Regions from separate parts of the Mus musculus genome. Here all the other regions are linked to region 1. The links are chromatin contacts, called in public Hi-C and promoter capture Hi-C maps. All regions are on one chromosome and are shown on one strand. Each heading gives the region's core, a stretch centred on a gene start, on an enhancer-like site or on the middle of the called end of the contact. The rest is flanking DNA. Distances are from core to core; before and after follow the strand shown. Region 1 holds the start of Fhad1os1 (forkhead-associated (FHA) phosphopeptide binding domain 1, opposite strand 1). Region 2 overlaps Gm46875 (a long non-coding RNA gene). Region 3 has its middle 8.8 kb from the start of Gm35531.

The links. Promoter capture Hi-C pulls out the DNA fragments that hold promoters and counts their contacts. A called contact is a pair of places that touch in the nucleus more often than the background predicts.
Region 2: a promoter capture Hi-C map of hippocampal neurons shows a contact between it and region 1, with 2.6 times the contacts expected there. The contact joins the enhancer-like site here to the promoter of Fhad1os1 in region 1. A contact is called at or near these places in 6 of 39 promoter capture datasets (embryonic stem cells, hippocampal neurons, liver and 2 more), 1 of 15 datasets of contacts at CTCF or cohesin (embryonic stem cells), 6 of 484 Hi-C or Micro-C datasets (LSK cells, embryonic stem cells and olfactory sensory neurons) and 1 of 115 datasets of contacts at active chromatin or transcription factors (astrocytes).
Region 3: a Hi-C map of olfactory sensory neurons shows a contact between it and region 1, with 4 times the contacts expected there. The contact joins the enhancer-like site here to the promoter of Fhad1os1 in region 1. A contact is called at or near these places in 8 of 39 promoter capture datasets (embryonic stem cells, frontonasal cranial neural crest, hippocampal neurons and 3 more), 24 of 484 Hi-C or Micro-C datasets (the HL-1 cell line, cerebellum, cortical neurons and 9 more) and 11 of 115 datasets of contacts at active chromatin or transcription factors (astrocytes, bone marrow-derived dendritic cells, embryonic stem cells and 4 more).

What each region holds. Positions count from the first base shown.
Region 1 is chr4:141,981,289-141,984,684 of GRCm38.p6, reverse strand. Fhad1os1 (forkhead-associated (FHA) phosphopeptide binding domain 1, opposite strand 1) reads right to left here and starts at 1,693. Exons shown (of 4, transcript NR_040672.1): 1 at 1,645-1,693; 2 at 1,317-1,459. Fhad1 (forkhead-associated (FHA) phosphopeptide binding domain 1) reads left to right here. Exons shown (of 32, transcript NM_177868.4): 5 at 2,295-2,537.
Region 2 is chr4:142,343,343-142,346,738 of GRCm38.p6, reverse strand. It overlaps Gm46875 (a long non-coding RNA gene), which reads right to left. Exons shown (of 3, transcript XR_003955299.1): 1 at 1-3,396. Among named protein-coding and RNA genes, the nearest start is that of Gm46875, 40 kb to the right of the region's middle. Within about 2 kb of position 1,803, at least 6 of the 459 cell types and tissues checked have an H3K27ac peak or open chromatin away from gene starts, as enhancers often do. A contact at or near this core is called in hippocampal neurons, where this site is marked.
Region 3 is chr4:142,245,306-142,248,701 of GRCm38.p6, reverse strand. No RefSeq gene overlaps it. Among named protein-coding and RNA genes, the nearest start is that of Gm35531, 8.8 kb to the right of the region's middle. Within about 2 kb of position 1,816, at least 14 of the 459 cell types and tissues checked have an H3K27ac peak or open chromatin away from gene starts, as enhancers often do. A contact at or near this core is called in differentiating embryonic stem cells, epiblast stem cells and olfactory sensory neurons, where this site is marked.

The sequences.
Region 1 (3,396 bases), core at 444-2,943:
TCCATACAGACAGAGGTCTGAGCCCAAGAAGTTCTTGCAGGAATACCGGGTCCTTTGACACTCGGGATCATGGTCTTAAGAGCGTTGTAGCTAGGGCCAGGAGACAGTTCTGAGGTTGGTGTCCTGAGACCAGACTGTGAGGTACTGTGGTACAATGAGAAGCTACTGTCTGTCACCCGGCAGCAAGCCACCCCAAACTCTAGTGTCTCCACCATTCCTGTGTCTCCCGTGATTTGGCTTGCATGGCATTCCCCTGTGGGTGCTTATACACAGCTACAGTCAACTCAGAGTGCTGTGGGCTGATGCTCTTAGGTGGTAGCAGCCGTAGGTCTGGGCCTTCAGCCAGATGGGGAAATGGCAAGCCCTGTTCGTGCAGTGTCTCCCCAGCAGAGCAGCCCCCAGGTCCCCAGGGCAGATACCACAGCATCCCGACAGCTTACTCAGAGCTCACTCTGTACTGTGACCTCTGCTAGCTTCCATCCATCCCCTGGAGCCACAGACTTGCTTGGTGGACAGTAGACATTGATACCACTCAGTGACAAAAGCCACAAAGTTTTTGTCACATTTGATCTACCGCTGTCGTCGTAACTCCTATTAAGGTGGGAACAAAGTGAAAACCGAATTGTTTTTGCTGTTTTGAACCTTTTATGCCCTGATTTCCCAAGCACCTTCAAGGACAAGTGGCAGTCAACAATGGGGGTGGAAAATGTTCATTAGCTAGTCTTATTGAAAGGCTGGCAAGCGGGGCTGAAGAGATGGCTCAGCAGTTAAAGGCACTGACTACTCTTCCAGCAACCATATGGTGGCGCACAGCCATCTGTAATGGGATCTGATGCCCTCTTCTGTTGTTTCTGAAGATAGCTACAGTATGCTTATAAACATAAAACAAGTAAATAGTTTTAAAAAAGAAAAAAGAAAGGCTATCAAGCCTCAGGCATGGTACATCCAGGATCTTCAGGGATGTCATTGGAATGTCCCCATTGCCTGTTCTACTCTTTGTTTTTCCTGCAGTTTGACAGTCCCCAGCAGGCTAGCTCCCTGTGCTGACCGGATGATTATGGTCAAGCTCTGTACTTAAAGTCCATGATACAAAGAGAGGGGGGAACCCCTGCCCCGACCCAAAATCCACACCAGAAACAACTGGTTGACCAGCCTGGGTCACAGGGACAGGAGCAGGAAGGACAGGAAGTGAGCTACTTGATTGACATCCACTCTTACCAAAGCCACCCGGAAGGAGCAGATGACATTCCCTTAAGGAGGGCATAGAGACCAGGGACAGCACCAGAGAGAACGAAAACCACGGCAGGACACTGTACCTGAAGGTTTGTTTACATCCAGTGCAGAGCCCAGCACACAGTAGGTGCCCAGTAGATCTCTGTGGCACAAAAAGATAATCAATTCTGTGCTGCTGAGTGTGGAGGCCCAGGGTGGCTCGCTGTGGATGAGGCTGGGTAAAATGCTGAAGATACAGAACAAAAGAAACAGAGTCTCCTGGAAGAGCTGTAACAGACATTCACAAGGACCCAGAGGTCCTTGGCAACGCCCGTGGGCTTCCTCGTGCCCGTGACACCATCTGTTTCCCCAGGCACACAGCTAGAATTCAGTTTTTCCCGTCTTTCCATCACTCTGAGAGGTTCAGGGTACCTGTTCCAGCTTTGGAGAAACAGAGACGTCTTGGTTCCCGTGTTTTCCTAGTGAGGAGGTACATTGGCTCCACCCGTGGGGAACTCCACCCACAGCTCCCCACCCCCCCACCCACCCGAGTGTTCACAAGCATTCAGTGTTCTGTTTCCTGATTCAACTCTGTTCGCTGAGTACATTTTCCCTGAGGCGGACAGAGGGAAACAGGGACTCCCAGAAGAAGAGAAAGAGAGAAATGACCTCTTCAGAATACATAAAAACTATTAAACTAATAATGTCCTCTTGATGGTCAGAGTGCATTCCCATGTATCCCAATCCATTTACCTGTGCTGGGTCTCCAACACCCTGAACATGGGCCTTGTAAGGGAGTGTGCAGAATGTCCTCTGACATTCCCAGGGGGCTGTGGTTTACCACATGAAAGTATTTTTTTTTCTGGGTAAAAAAAAGAGATTCTATTCCTGGGAGACTCCATTATAAGCATCTAGGTACGGATATGTGGTTCTAGCCCAACTCTCTTCTCTCCAGGCCCTCTGCCTGCCCTCTCCCCCTCACCTGCCTTTCCCTTAGTGACACCCAGTTCCTCCTAGATTGTAGAAACAGGCCCAGCTTGCCACCCACACCCATACCAAGCCTCCCTCTTGTCCCCACACAGGACGAGATCATTCTGCTCTTGGGGAGAGAGGTTAATCGGCTCTCTGACTTTGAAATGGAGTCCAAATATAAAGACGCTCTGATCATGAACCTGCAGGCTGAGGTGGCCGACCTGAGCCAAAGGTTGTCAGAGACAGCCGCTGTCGCCGCAGCCAGGCAGAGTAACAGGTGTGACCCGAAGCTCCAGGGCGTGGATGAAGGCGACGATCTCAGGCAGAAGGAGATTGAGAGCATGAAAAGCCAGGTAGGACTCTGGGACAAGCCCGTCAAAGCGTAGAAACACCACAGTCAGAGTGGAGCCCGAGCACAGATAGGAAGAGGGCATCTGGGACGTCACAGAGCATACGGACAGAAGGCCATCACAGGCCCTGTTTCCCAGTGCGGCATGTGTTGGGCCTTGGAGAATGTTCTTTAGATCTGTCACAGTCTTCTGACACCTCCCCCCCCACCCCGAGAGACTGTGGTGGTCCCTGGCTTCACCATGGGCAGTGTCATCAAATGTGTTCCCCACTTGGTCTCCATTTACCAGAAAGCTTCTATTCTCTGGAAACTAGATCCAAATTCCTGTTTTATAAAGATAGCAATTGGGCCGAGGAGATGGCTCAGCTCCTAAAGTACTTGCTCTGCAAGTGCAGGAACCTGAGTTCCATCCCTCCCTATGAAAACACAAGGCATGCAAAGTGGGTGGGGACTCACAAGGCCCCACCCCTGGATGAAGAGCCACAGGCAATCAGTGGCTGCTGTGGGCGGGACAATCAGTCTTTTCCAGGGGTGAACTCCTCCAGATATCTAATCCCAAGTCAGCCCTGAACATTCGTACCTGCCCTGCTGTGAGCAACTCTTAGTGTCAGCAGGGTGTGTTGTGTGTGTGTGTGTGTATGAGTGTGTGTGTATGGGTGTATGGGTGTATGTTTGTATGTGTGTGTATGTGTATGAGTGTGAATGTATTTGTGTATATGTGTATGAGTGTGTGAGTATATGTGTATGCGTGTATGTTTGTATGTGTGTATATGTTTATGTGTGTATGTTTGTATGTGTGTGTGTATGAGTGTGTGTATGTGTGTGTGTTTGTATGTGTGTGTATATGTATATGTGTGTATGTT
Region 2 (3,396 bases), core at 554-3,053, 360 kb before region 1:
TAGTAGAAAGAGAAAATCAACTTCCACAAATTGTCCTCTTGAGTTCCATGTGCACAGCATGGCACTTTGGGATGCAAGCACTTACAGGCAGACAGAGAGCGTAGAACACACACAGTGCCTAGCTCAGTGCTGGATCCTTGCTGTACTCCAAGGTGAACGCTGTACACGATTTTCTTCTGCCATTGTGGGTCAGGGGATGAATCATCTCCAGCAGGCTAAGCCTTGAGCTCTGCTAATGACCAAGGTGTAAACTGATACAGCTTCAGGGTTCAAAGGCATCTTTTATCTTGGCTTAGAAACAGAGGAGGGCAGCTCAGAGGATCTAGAGTGTGTCCTGCTTGCCTGCGGCAACATGAGAGACAAAAGCCCAGAGGATGCTGGGAGTGGGATGTGAAGACAGCCAAAGGGTAAACACGGTGCGTTATAAAGGGCTAAGAAACTATACTTCCTGTTTATAAGCTTTTCAGATGCCAGGTTAAGATGACTGATCTCATCTGTTCAGCACGGGGTCAAGCTCCAAAGAGGACCTTTACAGTCAACAAGCTTTAGAAATGCAGGTTATGCGCACAGACTGCACACCGCTCTCTGGCCTAATTCAGTCCAGCAGAGGAAGCTATAGAAAATGCAGGGTGAAGTGGGCTACTCCATCCTCAGATGTGTTCAAGGGTGGACGCTTCTGGCTTTCTGGAGATTATTTGGCCCTACCAGAAGGAATGTGGAGCTTCGAACCCTGCCAAAAAAAAGCAGACAGTAAGGCCTTGCCGCCTGAAATGCTCCTTCACTTGGGCGGGGTGTGGGTGGGATGGCAAGTGGACAAAACACACTCACACACACATAACCTTCCCTTACCTCACAATGGCCAGCCCTGACAGGAATGGGAGGGCTGGGCATGGAGCTCAGTTGGTAGAGTTCTTTCCTAACATACAGGAAGTCCTCACTTCCATTCCCAGAACCATATCTCAGTACTCTGCAGGTATAGGCAGGAAGAGCATGAGAAACTGCCTCCAAAAAATTAAGAAAGAAAGAGGGACGAGGGGGGGGAGAAAAGAAAAGAGAAGAGAGGAGAGGAGAGGAGAGGGAGAGGGAGTGTGTGTGGGAGAGAGAGAGAGAGAGAGAGAGAGAGAGAGAGTTGGGAGCAGGGACACACACTTATAAGCTCAACACTCGTGAGGCAGAGACAGGCAGATCTCCCCGAGTTTGAAGCCAGCTTGATCTACAGAGTGAGTTCCCAGACAGTGAAAGCTATACAGGGAAACCCTGTCTCAAGAAAAAAAAAAATTTTTTTTAATTAAAAAGACTGGGGATGGGAAGAAGGTACCCCAACTGGTAAAGTATTTCTCTCACAAGCATTAGGCCCTGAGCCTAATCCCTAGAATCCATGATTCTAAAAAAGGGGTGTGGCAATATTCACTTAGAGTCCCATTGCTGGGGAGGCAGAGACAGGAGAATCCTTGGAACTCCCTCATTAGCCTACTTGGCAAGTTCCAGGCCAGTGCCGGACCTTGTCTCAAAACAGGCAGACAGCTCCTGAGAAACTCTATCTAGGGTTGTTCTCTGCACCACACACACTTGAGGGAACTCTGAGCTGGCAATGACCAGCAGCTGTTCCCGTACTGAGGAAGGGCTCCTCCCCATCCGGGCCCCTCCCCCTCTGCAGGTGAATGTATTGATTTCCAAGCTCCTTCAGTACTCCCGATACTGCCCCCAGCTCCCACCAGTGCAAGCTCAGAGCTCAGCGCAGCAAAACCCTCCTCTGCACAACTAGGGAAGCTTGTAGAGCAATAATTAATATGCCCAGGTTTCTATGGAAACAATTACCTAATTAAATTGTTGCCTTTTGATCAGTGGAGTCCAAACATAGGGACTTGGCTTCCTGAAAGCAACCATTAGTGATTCTCTTTCTGGGGGAATCTCAGAGCAGAAATGCCACTCCCTCCCCTGACCTGTACCACCAACCTGGCAGCCATCGCTGTTCTTATAGACAGTGATGTCTGCTGTCAGCCGTGCAGGGCCTAAGCATGCCCCCAGCACCACTGAATTTGCCAATAACTCTCTTACCTGTGGCCTTCTCCATCTCTGTTCTCCTCTTCCTTCGTGGTGACAGAAGAATCGTTGCTTCCCTCAGGGTCCCTGCCCTGAGGGGCTCTGTGTGAGCCCAGCCCCATCTGGCCAAAGGTTGTTTGCAATGTGTCCCCCAACAGCCTCTGCAGAATGCCGTGTGAGTGCCAAGTACCTGTCTGGGAACAGATGAGAATATTAAGCTTGAGTCTTAAGGGTCATTCGGGCATCCATCCTAATTAGGGGACCTAAAAGCAGGCAGCAAAGCCATAAAGGTCACTCACTGCAGGAGCCTCATGGAAAGACCAACCATTGCCCAGAGGACAACTGACGTGCAAGGGGATGATGCAAACCATCTGTCCTTCAAGGTGACCTTCAGCAGCCAAGGACAGTGGAGCCTCTTTCCATTCCAGGACCTCCCAGGAACCTGCACACCAATGTCTGAGCTCAAATATCCACTGAACAGGAGATCCAGGGGGAACAGGTAACTTTTGTCCTCAGGCGAGGACCACCAATCCAAGGACAGCACAAGTGCTAAGAGATGGTGCCACTGCGACTCCGAGAGCCACACAGCGAGGAGCACAGAGCTTTTTCTGAAGGATCCAAGGAGCCTCCATAGAGGAGAGAGCGAGACAGCATGGTTTCAAGCAGATAGAAGACAGGCCTAGGAGCACAAGAGATCTGGCCTGCCGGGAAGGCAGGCAGGAAGATGCAGTAGAGATGTATGGATCCAAAGGGAATGAGATGGGTCAGGGCATTTCTCATGCACACAGGCATGCACATAGGAACATGCACATACCTGCGCGCGCACACACACACACACACACACACACACACACGTATGTGTATGGTACTGTGTGAGGAGGAAGACAAAGGTTTTGAAGCTAGGCAACTGAAACTTCTCCCTGCTTGGTAGTGTCCTGAGGCAAGTGTCTCAAGCACTCATGTTGTTTCCTCATTGATAAGAGGAGGGAGGATCTTGTAGACGAAGCTAGACCACTCGAATCCAATGGCGCCCTGCAGCGGTGCTTAGGGAGCTGTATGGTGAGCAAGACGCCCAATAAAAGGGGACTTTAATTATTATAATTCTAACTGTTAAGTCGCTTATATAGCCACATAAGCTCCTACAGAGTGACTGCCCAGCTAAATTTTCTAGCTATCTTAATTCTCTGGGCTTTCTCCTCATTTGCGTAATAGGCACCTGTGGAACTGTCTGCTAATTATGACAGTTGGGGCTCCCAAGGCCCGAAAGATAGTTCACCAGATAAGCGTGCTTGGCACCAAGCTCTGCAATTGAGTCTGAGTCCCTAAACTCACAGGATGGAAGAAGAGACTCCA
Region 3 (3,396 bases), core at 567-3,066, 260 kb before region 1:
ATGGTAACCATTATCTCTTCTTGAACACTAGCTGGGGTATGGCCCGCAGGAGCCCCGGGACACAGAGCTTTTAAGAGGAGAGGTGCAGTTCCCCTTTTGACCACTGGGGGCAGCCATGCATCAGGAGTGGCTGACTTTTTGCTCACGAGTGTGCAAGGTTTGAGATTGCAGGCTGTAGCAGAGGGCTTACTTAGAATTTGTGAGACCCTGGGCTTGACCTTAGCACTGAGGAAAGAAACATGCCCTTGTGTAGAGGGCAGGTCCCCTCAGCAACCCCCATCCATCCACCATCCCTCTCACCCTGTTTTCTTATCCAGAACATGGGGATATATGTGGCTTTTCAGGGATGAGTGAGCACGGTCCCTGGGGTGATGAAATATTTAGTTTATCACACCTATTGCCAAATTCATACAATGGCTGTTAGTGTGCAGCCAAACTGCATGGGTCTGAGTCTCAGTTCCATTAGGCAGTGGCTGTGTGGCTTTGGGTAAGTGACTCTCTGTGCTGGTGACAGTACCCTTAGCCCTGAGAGAGGGGGTCTATTGTATGAAAAGCATACAAAGTGGTGTCTAATGAATGTTAAGTGCTATATAAATATTTGCCAATGTTATTGTAACATAGATCTTTTGTTCTTTAGTGGTTTTGTTCTGAAAAGCCTCTGTCTTTTAAACTTCTGTTGGAAACCTCCTGACCCACACATAACAAGACTTAGAGGAGAAGAATAATAGGAAGCCCCAATTAGGAAGAGATTTATCCTCTCGTTGTGGAAAGAATCCATCTTGGAGCCCCAGTGTGGTGGCTCATGTCTGCGGTCTCACCCTTTGAGAGGTAGGGTCAGGAGGATCAGGAGTTCAGGGTCATCCTAGGCTACTGAGAGCCTATTTAAAGGAAAAAAATCTGAGCATCCTAGTACAAGTGCATACCATTAATTCCAGAACCTAAGAGGCTGAGCCCACCGGATTCCGTGAGTTCAAGGCCAGCCTGGCCTACCTAGGGCCAAGCCAGTGAGAGGTACAAAAGGAGAGCTTGTCTAGTAAATGTAAACATAAAACTAAAAGCAAAAACAACAATCAACTTGAGGGAGTTGGACTTGATGGTTCCTGTCTGAAATCTCAGCGGGGAGAAACTGAGGCAGAAGAAGAGTATTTCAATGTCGTTCTGGGCAATACAACATGTTCAAAGCCAGCCTGGGCGTGAGGCGCTGCTTTGGAAAGAATGGAACTCGGAGTAGACTGTTGTTGTTCCTATCTGAGAGTCCAGTACTTGGGAAGTAGATGCAGGGGGATTACCAGCAAGTGAAGTCGCTTGCTTGCCACCACACCTGAGAGCAACCTGAGTTGGATAGTTTCTACGAGCTGCCCTCTGACCTTCACAAGTTCACACATGTATCCACAGGCACAACACACACACACACACACACACACACACACACACGGTAATAAAAATATTTTTTAAAAAGAACGTAATGAGACCCTGTCTCAAAACAACTGAACAGTGGACACAGAGGCCAGCTACATCCTGGGAAATGCTTTAATGCCCTCTGTTGCCCAGGGATGGGCCTCAGCCTCTGCCTCTAGACAGACCCTTTGGGGACCACTGAAGGAACAAGACCATGGCCAGGGCATCTGGGACCCCGAGGAGACTGTCAACGGGGCATGGTGAGTCTGTGACAGACTCACAAAAGATTCCAGCTCACAGGGCAGATGGTGAAGGGGAGTTTGGGTCAAATCCTTCACCCACTGAGAACCAGGTCTGAGCAGGGCTGGGAGAAAATCCCATCTAATCCTTCCTGCTGCACCTGTGCCCCAGAGCCCTGCTGGGATCGCCAAGGAACGGAGAGAGGATCAACACTGTCCCCCACCTGTGGCCTCAGCCACAGAGGCAGCCCAGGGCTTGCCAAAGGGCTTCAAAGTCCCTCAGGAGTCCCTAGGAGACAGCAGCTGCAGAGGGACTCTGTATCTCAGGAACGATGGCTCTGGCTCATTACTTAGCTTCTCCTAAGAAATGTCCTTCCCTTGCAGGAGCTGAGGTTCCACTGAGCCAGGCACAGCTCAGAGATTGACAGTCACCTCAGCTCCCAGCAGCCTCTGGTCAATCCAGCCAGCAGCCACCACAAGCATCAGTCAGCGAGGCCAAAGCCGCACAGCTGAAATATATGGCCTGAGACGTGAAACTTGCTCTTGGTTTCCAGAAATGGTGTCTCTGCTTCCTGTGGTGGGAAGCTTCCAAAATGTCCCCCGTGACCCCCATTTTGCTGTATCAACACTAACATTTAGTCTTTCCCAAGGGCACAAGGGACCTAGTGATGCACCCCATGAATAGGATAGGAAAATGGTGATGGGTACCGTTGCTAACGTGAGGACACACTGGCTTTTGCTCTTTTTCAGAGCTCTCTATGGGGCACAGGCTGCAACCCTGAGAGCAGGGGCTTCTGGGATTCCTCCAGGAGGAACCAAATCTCTGCGTGGGAGTGAGCTGGAAACAGGTGCTTTCCAGGTGAACCTTGAGCTGACAGCAGCCGCAGCAGGCACACTGCTGCCACCTACAAGTGATTTAGAACCACAGTGGCCTGCTGAACACCCCCCTCCGCCCCCACCACACTCCATCCTTGCCCACCCCACCCCCCACCCTCTGACATGCCCTACTGTGCCTGCTCCCCTCTCCTGACCACCCATGTTTTGTATCACTATGTCTGGGATGACTTGTTACACAGCAGGAGGAGACTAATGTACTTCCTGTTAATAATTGCAACACACACACACACCACACCACACCCACACACACACCACACCACACCCACACACAGACACACCCCACACCACACACACACACACACACACACACACCCCACACCACACACACACACACACACACACACACACACACCACACACCACACACACACACACACACACACACACACACACCACACCACACCACACACACATACACACATACACACACACACACACACACACCACACACACACACACCTCACACCACACACACACACACACACACACACACACCACACACACACACACCTCACACCACACACACACACACACACACCACACACACACACACACACACACACACACACACCACACACACACACACCTCACACCACACACACACACACACACACACCACACCACACACCACACACACACACACACACACACACACCACACACACACATACCTCACACCACACACACACACACACACACACACACACACACACACACACATACCACACCACACACACATCCACACATACACACACACACACACACACCTCCAAGAGAAAGAATAAAAAAGACAGAGATTAAAAAGCTGGACATAGTAGCTTATACTTCTTATCCCAACACCCAAGAGGAGGAAACAGAAGGATA